2 separate regions of the Mus musculus genome follow, and region 1 is linked to region 2. A link is a contact called in public Hi-C data. All regions are on one chromosome and are shown on one strand. Each heading gives the region's core, a stretch centred on a gene start, on an enhancer-like site or on the middle of the called end of the contact. The rest is flanking DNA. Distances are from core to core; before and after follow the strand shown. Region 1 overlaps Foxo3 (forkhead box O3). Region 2 has its middle 38 kb from the start of Gm40630.

Region 1 (6,423 bases), core at 2,798-5,297, 70 kb after region 2:
AACAAACACAAGACGACACTTAAAATATCCCCTAAACCATCATGATAGTAAAACACGACGGAGTCGCCAACGGGGTCCCGGTGTGCTCTGAAGGAGTGGGGGGTGCTGATGGGTGCTGTCCACGCTGGCAGGTCACTTGCAGATGAGTTAGATTTTGCATATGTTATAGAGTTCTGTTCCACGGGTAAGGGCTTCACCCAGGGCCAGGGCTGCTAACAGTCTCTGCTGGGTTAGGGAAGCGGCGTGGGAGTCTCAAAGGTGTCAAGCTGTAAACGGATCACTGTCCACTTGCTGAGAGCAGATTTGGCAAAGGGTTTTCTCTGTAGGTCTTCCGTCAGTTTGAGGGTCTGAAAGAGAAAAGAAATCCAGAGTTATTAAGGGCATTCAGAAAGCCACAGGGAGGAGGAAGCTAGGGGTCAGCCAGACACCCGCCTGTCTGACCTCAGAGCCCAGGTCTGTGCACTAAGGCTACTGTGCTAAGTGCTTCAGGTTTGACATCTAAGGATAACACAGAGAACTGACTACCTTTAACTCTTATTATAGCATCCTGAAGTTAAAAAGCCCAAAAGAAATGTGATTCTGCACTGTGGGAGATAACTGAGAAAGGCACACTAGGAACATTTTGGGTGGGTTTTTGCCAAGTTAGGGTCAGCCAGGTACGGAATAGGGTTCAGTCTAGGTTTTGGAATGTAGATTGCTTAAGACACACAAGCTGGTCCCTCTGTGTCCTCCCCATCAGCCCAGGGGTGACCTGATCTTGGTCAGCAACCAACGCTTAGTGAGATTTCATGGGGAATCCTGGCTTTTCCACTGTGGAAGATTCAAGTGAGCTATCTTACCAATTAGACTTTTATATATATATATATTAAAAGTTTTGAATTAAAAAAAAAACCAACAACCATACAATACATATTTCTCACAGACTATCTTGTTAATAGCATGATTCTGCCTCCATAGTCATCATGGAGGTTTCCCGAGAGCACTCGGGGAGCTCAGACGAGTTAAGAGAATTAACAGTAAGAAGTACACCCAGAAGGTCTGGACAGATGGCTCGGCAGTCAAGAGCACTGGGCGCTCTTCAGGAGGACCTGGGCTCACTTCCCAGTGAGCAGCCCACTACTGTCTACAACTCCCACTGCAGGGGATCTGATGCCCTCTTCTGATACCCTACAGGTACCACCCACGTGGTCTGCTTACATACATATATGCAACACTCCTAACACAACATAAAATAAAAATAAATACATTTTTTAAAAAAAGAAGAAAAGTATATATACTCAGAGATGAAGCTAAAGGAATCAGGCCGCACCCCAGGACGTAAAATCTGTTGTCTGTGGAGACCTTGCTGGCTGGCCTGGCGTACAAAGCAAAGCAACACCATAAGGTTGCCTTCCGAAGGGACTGAGCAACTGAAAACTGTAGGCTCTGGCTGCACAGTGTAGCGCACCCCCCACCTCCTCCTGGACTCTAAGACTCCTCCTGTGACTGAGTATCCTGTCTTACTGACTTTGGTGACAGCACTAGAGAGCAGAAGGAAGCTTGGTTTTTATTGGTAAAAACTATGAATTGGGAAAAGAAGTCCCGTCTCTTTCTGTAGACCCCTTGTTTGTCTGAGAATTTTTCCTTGGGGGTGGGGCAGGGGTTAGTATTCTGTTGTGTAAAGCCGCTAGACAATTTTATTTTGGCCGATAACTTTTGAGGGAGAAAAAGCTAAAATAACCCCCAGACACCAGTATCTGAGGACGTTGGTAGAGATGAGACTGCTCTAAGTCATCTGTGCGGGTCCCTGAAAGCATGACCCAACATGGTCTCAAAGATAAAGTCCTTTCAAAGGGATTAGGTCCCCCCACCCCAATAAGAGCTAATAAATCACAGTCTAACACCACTATGCCACTGATCAGCAGGGGACTAAGTTCCCCAATTCCCCATCCTGACTTTCTGTGAGTGCCTAGGGGAGACCTGGTAAGGTATTACCTAATTCAGATCCCTCCCTGGTTCCCTTTGGTGCTAATTATTCTGCTGTGAAAACCAGTGCATGATGGGAAGATGACACACTTCATTCCCTAAGAAGAGAGGTTGAATATGGCCCACTTTGATCCTGGGGCTGCTACAGGCTGGGAGGGAAGCATCCAGGGTGTAGTGAGCTACGCAACATGTTATCATGTAGTTAGGGCTGGCCATGGCCTGGAAATTGGGTCAGAAGCCCCACCATAGTCCAAAGCCACACCAGCAACAATCCCCAGGCCGCCACACCCCCGTTCCCTCAGCGAAGCCGCAGCATCTTCTGGGAATGTCATCATTAAGAAGAGGAGGCTCTGATCATCACCGTTCTCCCCTTGCTGCAGAATGGGGTGGGGCCATCTGTGACACTATGTGCTGGAGTTCCCTCCAGGGGCTCAGGCAAGGCCTCCCAGGAGGCCTGTGCAGGAAGCTGCCTCCGTGCCTCTGGGCTGAGCCAACAGGGCCAGAAACAGCTCCTACAGAGGGCACATCTCACAGCAAACCCTCACGTCACCCTCGGGAAGGTCAATGCTTTGTTTAGTTTCTCTGTGCTGTGATAGAAGGAAGAGTGTAAAGGAACCAGACAGAGACGAAAGAGAAATACAACCATCCTGAAAAGGGGCATGGAGGACTCCGGCGACCCGCGGAAGGAGCAGCCTCTGCAGCTCACTGCTGGCTCCCACCTGTCCTTCATTCAGGAACCGAAAAAGTGGGGGAGCAAAGGGACAGAGCCAGCCACGGCTGGGGACTCAGTGATGCCCTGATGAGTGTGAAGTTTCATGGGTTTTCTGGGCGTTCACACTGGTTTAGGTAGCTGTGAGGATTCTGTATGCGTTGATGCTCCTGTATCTTAAAAACAAAAACAACAGCAACAGCCCCCTCCCCCAGCCAGACTTTAGGATGAAAAGAAAGCCGAGGCTGGCAGGCTTCACTGCTGTGCCTCTGCAGTCACTAAGCAATGTACCAATTAACCAGACACACTGTCAGGCTTCCTGGTGACCTCCACGGGGAGGAGGAAGAGTCTCTTCTCTCCTAGATAAGCTTTAAAAGTTCTTTACTGAGTCAAGGGGAATGAAGTGGGAGACCACAGAAGTCAGGAGGTATATTCTAAAGACATCGGTGGGTGCTGTCACCTGGTGAGAGGTAGTCCCTTGGTAACCCTGGCATCTATGGGGAAGGCTGCTTTCTGCCTAGTTATCACCACCAAGTCACAGGATGTTCTAAGAGTGGGAGAGGCCTCCAGAATGACATCAAACAGAACAACCCAATCCACTTGAACTTGGACTCGGAGCAGTAACGGTTCCCACTGCTGGTCTCCCACAACCGAATAACCTCACGACGCAAAGCATGTGTTTGTCAGCAGCATTTTTATCTTCTTGGCAGAGAAGAAATGAAGACCCTGATACTAATATGCTATGAGAGCTGAGAAGGAGCAACGGATGGAATTCTTAGGCTCCCAGATCCATGAGGCTTAGTTAGCAGCGATCTCTTGGCTGGGATTTTAATTGTCTGCCTGAACTGCAAGGTACAGTGAGGCGCTGTGATCGTCACGCTTGGACACTGAGAGTTTCAGGACAGCCTGTAACCCCATGGTCAAGCTGGGGACCAAGCATAGAGCATTCAGCGTAGACAAGGAAGAGATCCTCTGATGGACAGGGCGGCCTCTCAGAGTTCAGAGAACAGTTGTGCGTTGTTAGACTTAATGCTTTTTGCTGGAGCACAGAGGCAGCCAGACCCAAATGCTACACCGCACTTTGACACGTTCCTGTGGAGTTCAACTCCAAAGGTAAACACAATGCATCACCGGAAAAAGCAAGGGAGACCCGGAGGCAGGCAGTATATCTGGGGCTTGGCTTCTGCACGTCCCATCCCGGGCCTACGACTGGCCATGCAATGCTGGCCAGAGAGGGGACTTAGGAGGTACCATCTGTATAAAGCTCCATCTTGGCAAACGCTGCCATGGAGCTGTGACAGGCAGTGAGCACTCTTGAGGGACAGGCAGGCAAGGAGGTTCTAATTGCAGGGGAGGGCAGGTTTGTTTGGTGACAAAGCTCTCCAGAAGGAAACCTGGACCTTGTGAAACCAACCTGTCTGGAGGAATGGCTGTGCTCTGAGGGAGGTTTGTGCTGCCTCTTTGGCTGACCGTTGAGAGATTGGACCCCAAGAAATTAGAATCTCCCCAGGAATCTCCTGCAGGAGAGGAAATGCCCTTGAGGTCAGCCAGAGATGAACTTATCTCCAAGAGCAACATTTACAACTGGTCAGAGACCTCGCAGGGGAGGCGTGGCCATGAGACAGTCCTTGGGCTGCTGAGCAAAGCACCTCCTACTTTCAGTTTGAACCCCAGCTCCACTGTCAGTCAGCATGCCCAACTCAAGACCTGGGGAAGTCTCTGGCTCCTTCGTCCCCCTTCCCAACACGGCCTCAATGAATAATCCACCCCTTTTGGGCTCTTTGCTACCTATTTGTCTCTGATAGTTGGCTTATTGAGTTCAGGTGGCTGAACCAGGACACAGACAGATAAGTGTTGTTAACCATGGGAAAGGCACCGATCTCTACACACTGAAAGACAGAAAGCACAGCTTGCAGTGAGACTGGTGACATGTTGGGCTGGACTGTGATGTGCTCTACTCCTCAGCACGCTGGAGCTTTCCAGGTGTCAGGGAAAGCTTCCAGGCCTGGCTGAGAAGACAGAGCACCTCAAGAGCTTCTGGTTTCCAGGACACTTTGACGCCTAGATTTGTCTGCCTGTCCCGTTGGCTAGCCTCTGTGCTGAGCTGACAAAATGCAGGGAAACTGAGAGAAGCAGCAATCTTCAAACTTCACAGCTGAGGACAGAGAGCTGTGGCAGGAATCACTGAGGCTAAAGAGAGCAGAGGACTGCCTGTCTCTGCCTTGAGGGACGGCAAGAACCTCTCCGTGCAGACAGGATGGCAAAACTGTAGACTGCATATGCTCTTGACTCTTAGACGCTTCCGACTCATAGAATAATATGCCAAGTTGGGATTCTGGTCTTTTAAAAGAAACACTTTTGCCAAGTGTGGTGACACATGCCTTTAATCCCAGTACTAGGGGACAGTGGAAGGCAGATCATGTGAGTTCAAGGATAGCCTGGTCTACACTGCATGTTTTAGGCCACCTACATAGTGAGATCCTGTCTCAAACACAAACACCACCAGCAAAACCCAAATCAACCAACCAAAAGGAACTACTTTCTGAGAGGATGTGGTGGTTGTAGGAGTTAATCACCCTCAACTATTGTACCCCAAAGTTTAATTGGCAAAGACCTGCGGGATCCTCCACTCTCTCCACCACTCTCTCCTGGGGGTCACCTTGGGGACGCTCCGCCCAGCCTACTCTCCTCCTATCCAGGTGAGCCACCGCACAGCCCTTCACTCTGCCTTCCCCAGATGTTCTCCACCTGTGCCTTACATCTGGCACAAACATCAAGTGCCCAGGATGCCTACCCACACTCTGAGATCCCAACACTGAATTCCTTGAAAGCGGGACAGTCTTCACAACGGTGAGTGCCGGGAACACTCGCTACTTCAGGAGCATCGCCTTAGGCACAGAGTTTGCTCTCGAGAGCACAAATCCTTGTGACTGAAAGACAGTGTTCCCAAAGAGAGCTTAAAGTAAAAACACAACACAAAACAAAACAGGTTCGCATGAAGCCTTAGCTAAGTGAAGGAGCCAGGCTCTTTGAGTGGCCGGCCCCTACTTTCCTCCCTGCTCACTGCAATCCCCAGATGCTGCAGGTTCTAGGACCTCCGGCACCCAGCAGAGCCTTCTGCTTGCGGAGCACAAGTGCAGACTGATAATGCTTCCAGGAAGAAAACTCCTGTTTCTTGTAAGATGAAACTGAGTAAAAGGCGCATATAAACATTCAACAGACTCTCACCCATGGAATCAGTCTTCCTGTGTTTCTGTACAGCCCACCATATAAAGCCCTCAAATCCCACCATTAAAGGTCTTGCTACTCAGTCTCATGCTGCTGTCACAGGAAGAGATCCACCATCTACAGAAGAGAACTGGAGCCTTGAAGAAATGTTCACAGACCTAAGCCATGACCTGAATAGTTCCTATTTACCTTGCCCGGGTGTGACCCTGGGGTGAGGTGGGGTGAATTATGACAGCATGCAGGGTGAGACACTCACGGCCTCCTGAAGGTGGGTGGAGTGGAGACACCACCTCACTGAGGGGCCGGGTCCCAGGCACAGAAGACGGTTCACCAAAGTCCTCTTTCCTATTTTAGATATATACGTTGGATCTTGAGAGACTAATTTTCCAACAGAACAAAAATCAGTTCTTCAGATTCCAGAGTTCAAACTACACATCCATCTCTAAAGTAGGATCAAGACATAGACAGGGTGAAACAGATGAGGGCCAAAGCCCAGCGAGGAGGGAAACCAGAGTGAGCAG
Region 2 (6,541 bases), core at 1,873-4,372:
GCAAACGTGTACAACCACTTTGGAAATTAATTTGGTGGTTTCTCAGAAAACTGGTAATCGTTCTACCTCAAGACTCAGCTATGCCATGGCATAAAGATGCTTAACCATAGCACCAGGACACATGCTCCACTATGTTCACAGCAGCTTTCTTTGTAATAGCCAGAAACTGGGAACAACCCAGATGTCCCTCATCTGAAGACTTGATAAAATGTGGCACATTTACACAATGGAATATTATTCAGCTATTAAAAACAAGGACATCATGAATTTTGCAGACAAATTGATGGAACTAGAAAATATCATCCTGAGTGAGGTTACCCATACCCAGAAAGATATGCATGGTATATACTACTTATAAATGGACATTAGCCATAAAATACAGGATAAGCATAGAAACTCAAAGAAACTAAGGAATAAGAAGGGCCCAAGGGAGGATGCTTGAATCTCATGCAGAAGAGGAGGTGAAATAGATATCAGAGGTGGATGGAGGGGGAAACTGGGTGGGAAAGTGAGTGAAGAGGGGAACAGGGAGGGGATCAGGGGTGGGGAGGGGATAGGAGAGGGCTGGCAGAGAGAGCAGAGACTAGTGTGTGAGGGTATCTCTGGGACAAGCTTTAGTCCTGGGACAAGGGGAGGCTCTAACTCTGTGATGGGTGGCCCTAGATGAGACTTCTAGCAGGTGGGGATGCAGACAGAGACTGGGGTGGCCACCAGAGAGGTGGGATTTCCTGTGGAGGGAGGGGGACACCAACCCATTCACAGGACGCTTGAAGTAGGTGGGTATGTAGTGGGTATGTATCAGGGATGGGGATGTAGTGGGAGGGAGGGAATGGCCAACCAAAACCTGCTCCAACTTGAGACCCATGCCATGGGGAGAGAGCCAACCCCTGCCATTATTACTGATACTCTGCTATGCTTGCCGACAGGAGCCTAGAATAGCTGTCTCCTGAGAGGTTGCATCCAGCAGCTGATGCAAATGGACGCAGAGACCCAGTGACAAACATTGGGCAGAGCTTGGGAAGTCTTGTGGAGGAGGGGGGGTAGGATTGAGGGAGCAGTGTCAAGGACACCACAAGAAGACCCACAGAGTCAACTGACCTGGGCCCATGGGGGCTCACCAAGACTGAACCCCCAACCAGGGAGCGTTCAGGGGCTGGACCTGGGTCCCCTACACATTTGTGGTGGATGTGCAACTTGACCTTCATGTGGGTCCCCTGGTGGTCGGAGGCGGGTGGCTGTCTCTGACTCTGCCTGCCTTTGGATTTTCCCGCCTTTTTGGGCCTCAGTGGATTGGAGATGCGCTTGGTCCTGCTGTGACTTGGTGTGCCAGGGTGGGTTTCTCCTCAGAGGAGGGTATGAGGGGAGGGGCTTGTGAGAATGGGACTGGGAGGAGAGGAGGGAGGGGGGCTGTAATTGGGATGTAAAGTGAATAAATAAATAGATTAATGGTGGGGGGCAACCTTGAAAGCCACTTTAGCCGAGTGTACCAGTGAGCCGTGTGTTCAGTGCAGGGATACAAGGCTTCACCCTGGGCTGCTCAGGAGACAACCTAACGACAAGCTCCTAGTTCTGTGCATGGGGGGGGGGGGGGGGTGTCAAGCTGGCCTTTCATCCTGAGATAGATAAGGTAAATGCTCCTGTCCCGACCACTTCCCATGGCCCCCCAAGATCCCTTCTCTCTCTTCTCTTTGTTTTTGTTTTGTTTTAACTGAAGACAGAGCCTGGCTATGTGGCCCAAACTGGCCTTCACCTTGCAGTAATCCATCTGACTACCTCCACCTTCTGAGTCACTGGTATCACGGGCCTGTGACTATCAGACTAGTGTCTTCTCTCTTTAGAAGTTCATTACCCTGGTATTTTACAATACCAATAGGCATTGAGCTAACCTGCTGTGGGAACCATTTTCCAGAGGGAATGACTGAGGCCAAGAGAGGCAGGCTGCCCATGGTGAACCAACGCATGGAGTGGCTGATAGGCTTGTCACAGATCTCATCTAACAAACAGCAGAAAGTAGTTTTTCTGAAGCCTAGAGCACCTTCAGAGAGTGAACATGGGTCTCAGCATAGAGACTCAGACAGGCTTAATGCCACCTCCTCTGACTCATGCCATTTTGCAGGTTACCAAAGGGTTTCAGAGCCACCCATGTGCTCATTTTTTATAGCAGCCATAAGGAAGCACAGCAGATGTTATTATTCGCATTTTAGCGGCACGGAGAGTGGAAGGACAGGCCTGGGGGTGCACAGATATTAAAGGGGGAAGGAACCATGACCTCAGACAGTGCAGTGAAACCTGCGAACTTCCCTCAAAATGAGGTCATGCTTAGCTGAACAAGAGCACATGGGAACGTCTTGGGGGTCCGGCAGATGTCCCCCTGGGCGATGGAGCCGGGTCAGGAGGGCAGATGGCTTTCCATTTTTATCCATCTTTTACAGGTTTCTCCAATACGGCTCCATATGGGCTTACCCTGGTAGTCAAAGCAGCACTTTGAGTCCCAGGAGAAGCCACAACAAAGTGCCCCCCTTCTTGGGTCCCCCGTTGTGTCCTAGGAACCTGTGTGCCAAGCTGGGCTTCCAAGGCGCAAGCTGTGCCCGGACAGGACAGCTCACTGGAGATGGAAGTGGCTGTGGGGAAAGACACTTGCCATCTGGGAGCAGCTACTCTGCCAACCCAACCATTTTCCTCTCCAGAATGTCAGGAGAGAAATGGGAGCAGCTGAACGCGCCACTCGGCCCCCAAGCCCCCACCCCACGCCTCTTGGCCCCCAAGCCCCCACACCATGCCTCTCAGCCCCCATGTCCCCCCACCCCACGCCTCCAACCCCAAGCCCCCACCCCACTCTCCCACCCCACGCTTTTGCTCCGGGGGCTGCTCCGTGTGCCTCTTCTCTACGGAGGGGAGTCTCAGTACAAAGTGTAACACCTAAGATTTGGCAAACTGTGGAGTCTAATTGAAAAAATTAGAACCAGAAGACAGAGTGGCTTCCCAGGTTTTGTTCAGACTGCGAATGAGATGCCCAAAGATGTATTTTTTTTCTTTCTCCTTTTTACGTTCAGCTGTCTCTGTCAGTGCCAGCCAATGCTGAAGGTAACAAGCGGCCGCTGTAATATCTCACCCGGTTAATTTCCACCCTGAGATTCGGGAGGATGGCTCGAAATGACGACTTCTTCGAGGCTTTTTAATGACAAAGCATATTTAGACAGGCTAAATTTGGCCAAATAAATAAATGTAAGTTCAGAGCCTTCAATTTACCAAAGCACATTTCAAAAGCAAGAAGGAGACATGAAAGGCAACAGCCCTACCCAGACCCTAACAGTTTCCAAGGAAAGTTCCTGTAATCTTGAAGAATAATAAAAGCTCGCAGATATATTTGGAAGTTTTGAATGGTGGAACTGTTTCTGAGAGCATTTTTTCAACATCCCAAGTGAAAAATGAGAACAAGGCCTAAATTGTTTGGTAAAGAGCAAAGAACCCTTTGGTTTGGGAAAAGGAGAGAGAGAGAGGGAGAGAGAGAGAGGGAGGGAGGGAAGGAGGGAGAGGGAGAGGGAGAGAGGGAGGGAGAGGGAGAGGGAGAGGGAGAGGGAGAGGGAGAGGGAGAGGGAGAGGGAGAGGGAGAGGGAGAGGGAGAGGGAGAGGGAGAGGGAGAGGGAGAGGGAGAGGGAGAGGGAGAGGGAGAGGGAGAGGGAGAGGGAGAAAGAAACCAAAATCCTTCACAGGGCTGGCTGGCACTTCCCAGAAAATATGTATAAAGGCAGTTTGTGCCGGAAACACACACACACACACACACACACACACACACACACACACACACACACACATCTCAAACAAAGAGTATACGTTATAATTGTTTTCATTGTTGTGTTTGTTTGTTTGTTTGTTTGAGGCTGAGGCAGATAGTCCAGGCTAGCTCCTAACTCAGCTGTGTAGCCAAGAACAACCTTGAACTCCTGCTCGGTAATGCTGGGATTAACACCAAAGCTACCGTGTTATCCTATTTTTACATCAACTTCATGCCATATTGAATCGTCTGAATTTTCTTTTTGACTTTTAGGTGCTGGTGTCTTGGGCTTGGCTGAGTTGAGCCTGCCAGGCACAGGAGACTAATCAAGCCCTTTCCTCCTGACTCCGAGGTCCAAGTCACTCCAATGTGCAGTAGGAGAAAAACTGGGGGTCTGAGCCTAGGGGGACAAAATGGCTGAGAGAGGATGTAGAGTTGCTTTTGGATGGAAGGTGGAATGAAGTTTCTAGAGACGTTTCTAGACAGAGGAGAAGACTTGGGAGATAACAGAGAAATAACAATGAGTGAGACAGGAGTGTGTGTGAATAGACTTGGGAGACCCCAGCACCTCTGACATTGTCTCTATTCCTGAGTTCTTGCATGCTGGGTTGGGGGGACAATGACACTAGTAACTGTCCACAGCTCTCTTGAGTTTCTCAAAAGCCTTTCCTGCTCAAGGCTGGGTTCTGCGCTCCAAGCAGGAGGAATCACGTGACTACCCTCCGCCCTCCACCGCAGCTGCCCTCTGCATCCCAGACACAGGGTTCCTAGTCAGTTCCCTCCCCTGGACTGAAGTCTGCCCTAAACTCCGAGTCCTTGAAGGCTGGGGGTTGAGAGGCCAGAGTCCCATTCTGCTGCTCTGGGATCAGATGGTGCTATGGGGTTTCCCAAGGACGTCAGATGGGCAGGGGAGAGTTGCGGACTGACTTCAGCATGCTTCAGCTGTTGAGCTTTACTTTCAGCGGCACCATCATAATTCCTTATCACAAAACAGAAATGTTTCCCACTGTGGCCCCTGAAGGCTATCCTGGCTCTCACCACTTCGTCTCTCGCCAGCGCCGCCATCTTGGTGGAGCTCTGTGGGGCCTCTCTGGTCCTTTTCAGTCACACCTGAAATGGACTTCTTCACTCTTTTCCATTCTTCCACCATCCAGGCTGCAAACCTCACCTGAGCCCTTTATTCTAGAGCCTTAGCACCGTAACAAGGCTGCCCAGGTAAAGCAGAGGCTCTGTAGAGACTCATGGCAGCCCATACCTCCAACCAATGACCTCAGGGGCCTTGGGAACTGCAAAAGATGCACCATATAACTCGAGTTGGATCCTGTTCCATCCCTTTCAAAAATTAGGGAGAGAAAGACCTCCCCAAGTAAGGATTCTGTCACAATGTGGCTCGTTTCAAAAGAACCTGCACCATGCCCAGAAATGAGTATTTCTTGTATTTGTGCCAACATAACCAGTTACATGTGCTATGTGTGAAGCTCTGAACTGAGCAACTCATCAGCAGTGTGATGTGCTTCATCCGTGGCACTCTGTACTCACTGGGTGTCAGTGACTACGGTAGTAGTAGCCTGTCTCTCTCCTTCCTGTAAGAACAGGCAAGCTGCAGGGGCTTGAGTCACCCAGCTACCTACATACCACTTACATACACAGACACAGACATACACACACACACACACACACACACACACACACACACACACACACACACACACACTGCTGCGGGGAAAATGTCTCGAGAAGAGTGGATGTCTGATAGAGAATTTGTGCATTCAAATGTTTGTTGAACTCTGGTTAATTGCCCAAGTCTGCCTCAAACCATGAAGAGAGATTTGGATAAATAAGGCCCAGCCCTTGCATTCCAGAAAGGTTATAGACTCAGAGCCGACACGATCTGACCTAAGACCTCAACACAGGAGGAAGCAAACAGATGAAATAAGGAGTGAGCCTGGCAAAACTGTGCTCTCACTGTAGGGTGAAGCTACTCATATTACCTGGGACTGAGGACTGGGCCTTAGTGATGCCGCTTATTTCCTCCAAAGGGCAAAGAGAGCTGGTACCTGAGTTCCCAGCAGAAACACAGTGTACCCAGACACCAGCCCTTTCTTCTCCTACCCCACCTCTGTGGCGATGACAGCTAGATCTCACCCCAACAGTTTTCCTCAGAATCATATGGACACTCCACTGTCCTAGGGGTAGGTATTCTGGAAAGAAAAAGGTAGAAAGAGGTCCATTTGTATTTTGTTTTGTTTTGCTTTGTTTTGTTTTGTTTTTTAAAAGGTAGAGTCTAATTTTTTTGGAATTTGCCCAAACTTAAATACACAATACACACACAGACACACACACACACAGACACAGACAAACACAGACACACATACACACACATAGACACCCATACACACACACACACACAGATAGGCACACACACAGACACACAAACACACACACACATACACACACACACACACACACACACGAGTGCACACACACACACACACACTATTTGTCTATCCTCCATCTACCCACCCACCTACTTCAATACCCACCCTGGCACACACCAGCCCAGCAGCTCATGATCCATCCACACATCTGTTACCAGTGGAAACCAAAATAAGAAAACAGAGGCTCAGTATATTATGGCACGGGGTGGAAGGCTTCCTGCTTGAATGCAAAATGCCAACCAAGAAGAAACACATGCCTCCTACCCCCAGCACATCCCTCCCTGCCCTTCTTACAAAAGTCCCCAGTTCCATGAGAAAACATAACAAA

The links. A called contact is a pair of places that touch in the nucleus more often than the background predicts.
Region 1: a contact with region 2 is called in a Hi-C map of cerebellum, with 2.2 times the contacts expected there. The contact joins two enhancer-like sites. A contact is called at or near these places in 6 of 484 Hi-C or Micro-C datasets (brain, cerebellar granule neurons, cerebellum and 2 more), 2 of 115 datasets of contacts at active chromatin or transcription factors (cardiomyocytes and embryonic stem cells) and 1 of 9 other capture datasets (embryonic stem cells).

Annotation. Positions count from the first base shown.
Region 1 is chr10:42,185,949-42,192,371 of GRCm38.p6, forward strand. It overlaps Foxo3 (forkhead box O3), which reads right to left. Exons shown (of 4, transcript NM_001376967.1): 4 at 1-347. Among named protein-coding and RNA genes, the nearest start is that of Gm38485, 86 kb to the right of the region's middle. Within about 2 kb of position 4,048, at least 42 of the 459 cell types and tissues checked have an H3K27ac peak or open chromatin away from gene starts, as enhancers often do. A contact at or near this core is called in cerebellar granule neurons and cerebellum, where this site is marked.
Region 2 is chr10:42,116,474-42,123,014 of GRCm38.p6, forward strand. No RefSeq gene overlaps it. Among named protein-coding and RNA genes, the nearest start is that of Gm40630, 38 kb to the left of the region's middle. Within about 2 kb of position 3,123, at least 35 of the 459 cell types and tissues checked have an H3K27ac peak or open chromatin away from gene starts, as enhancers often do. A contact at or near this core is called in cerebellar granule neurons and cerebellum, where this site is marked.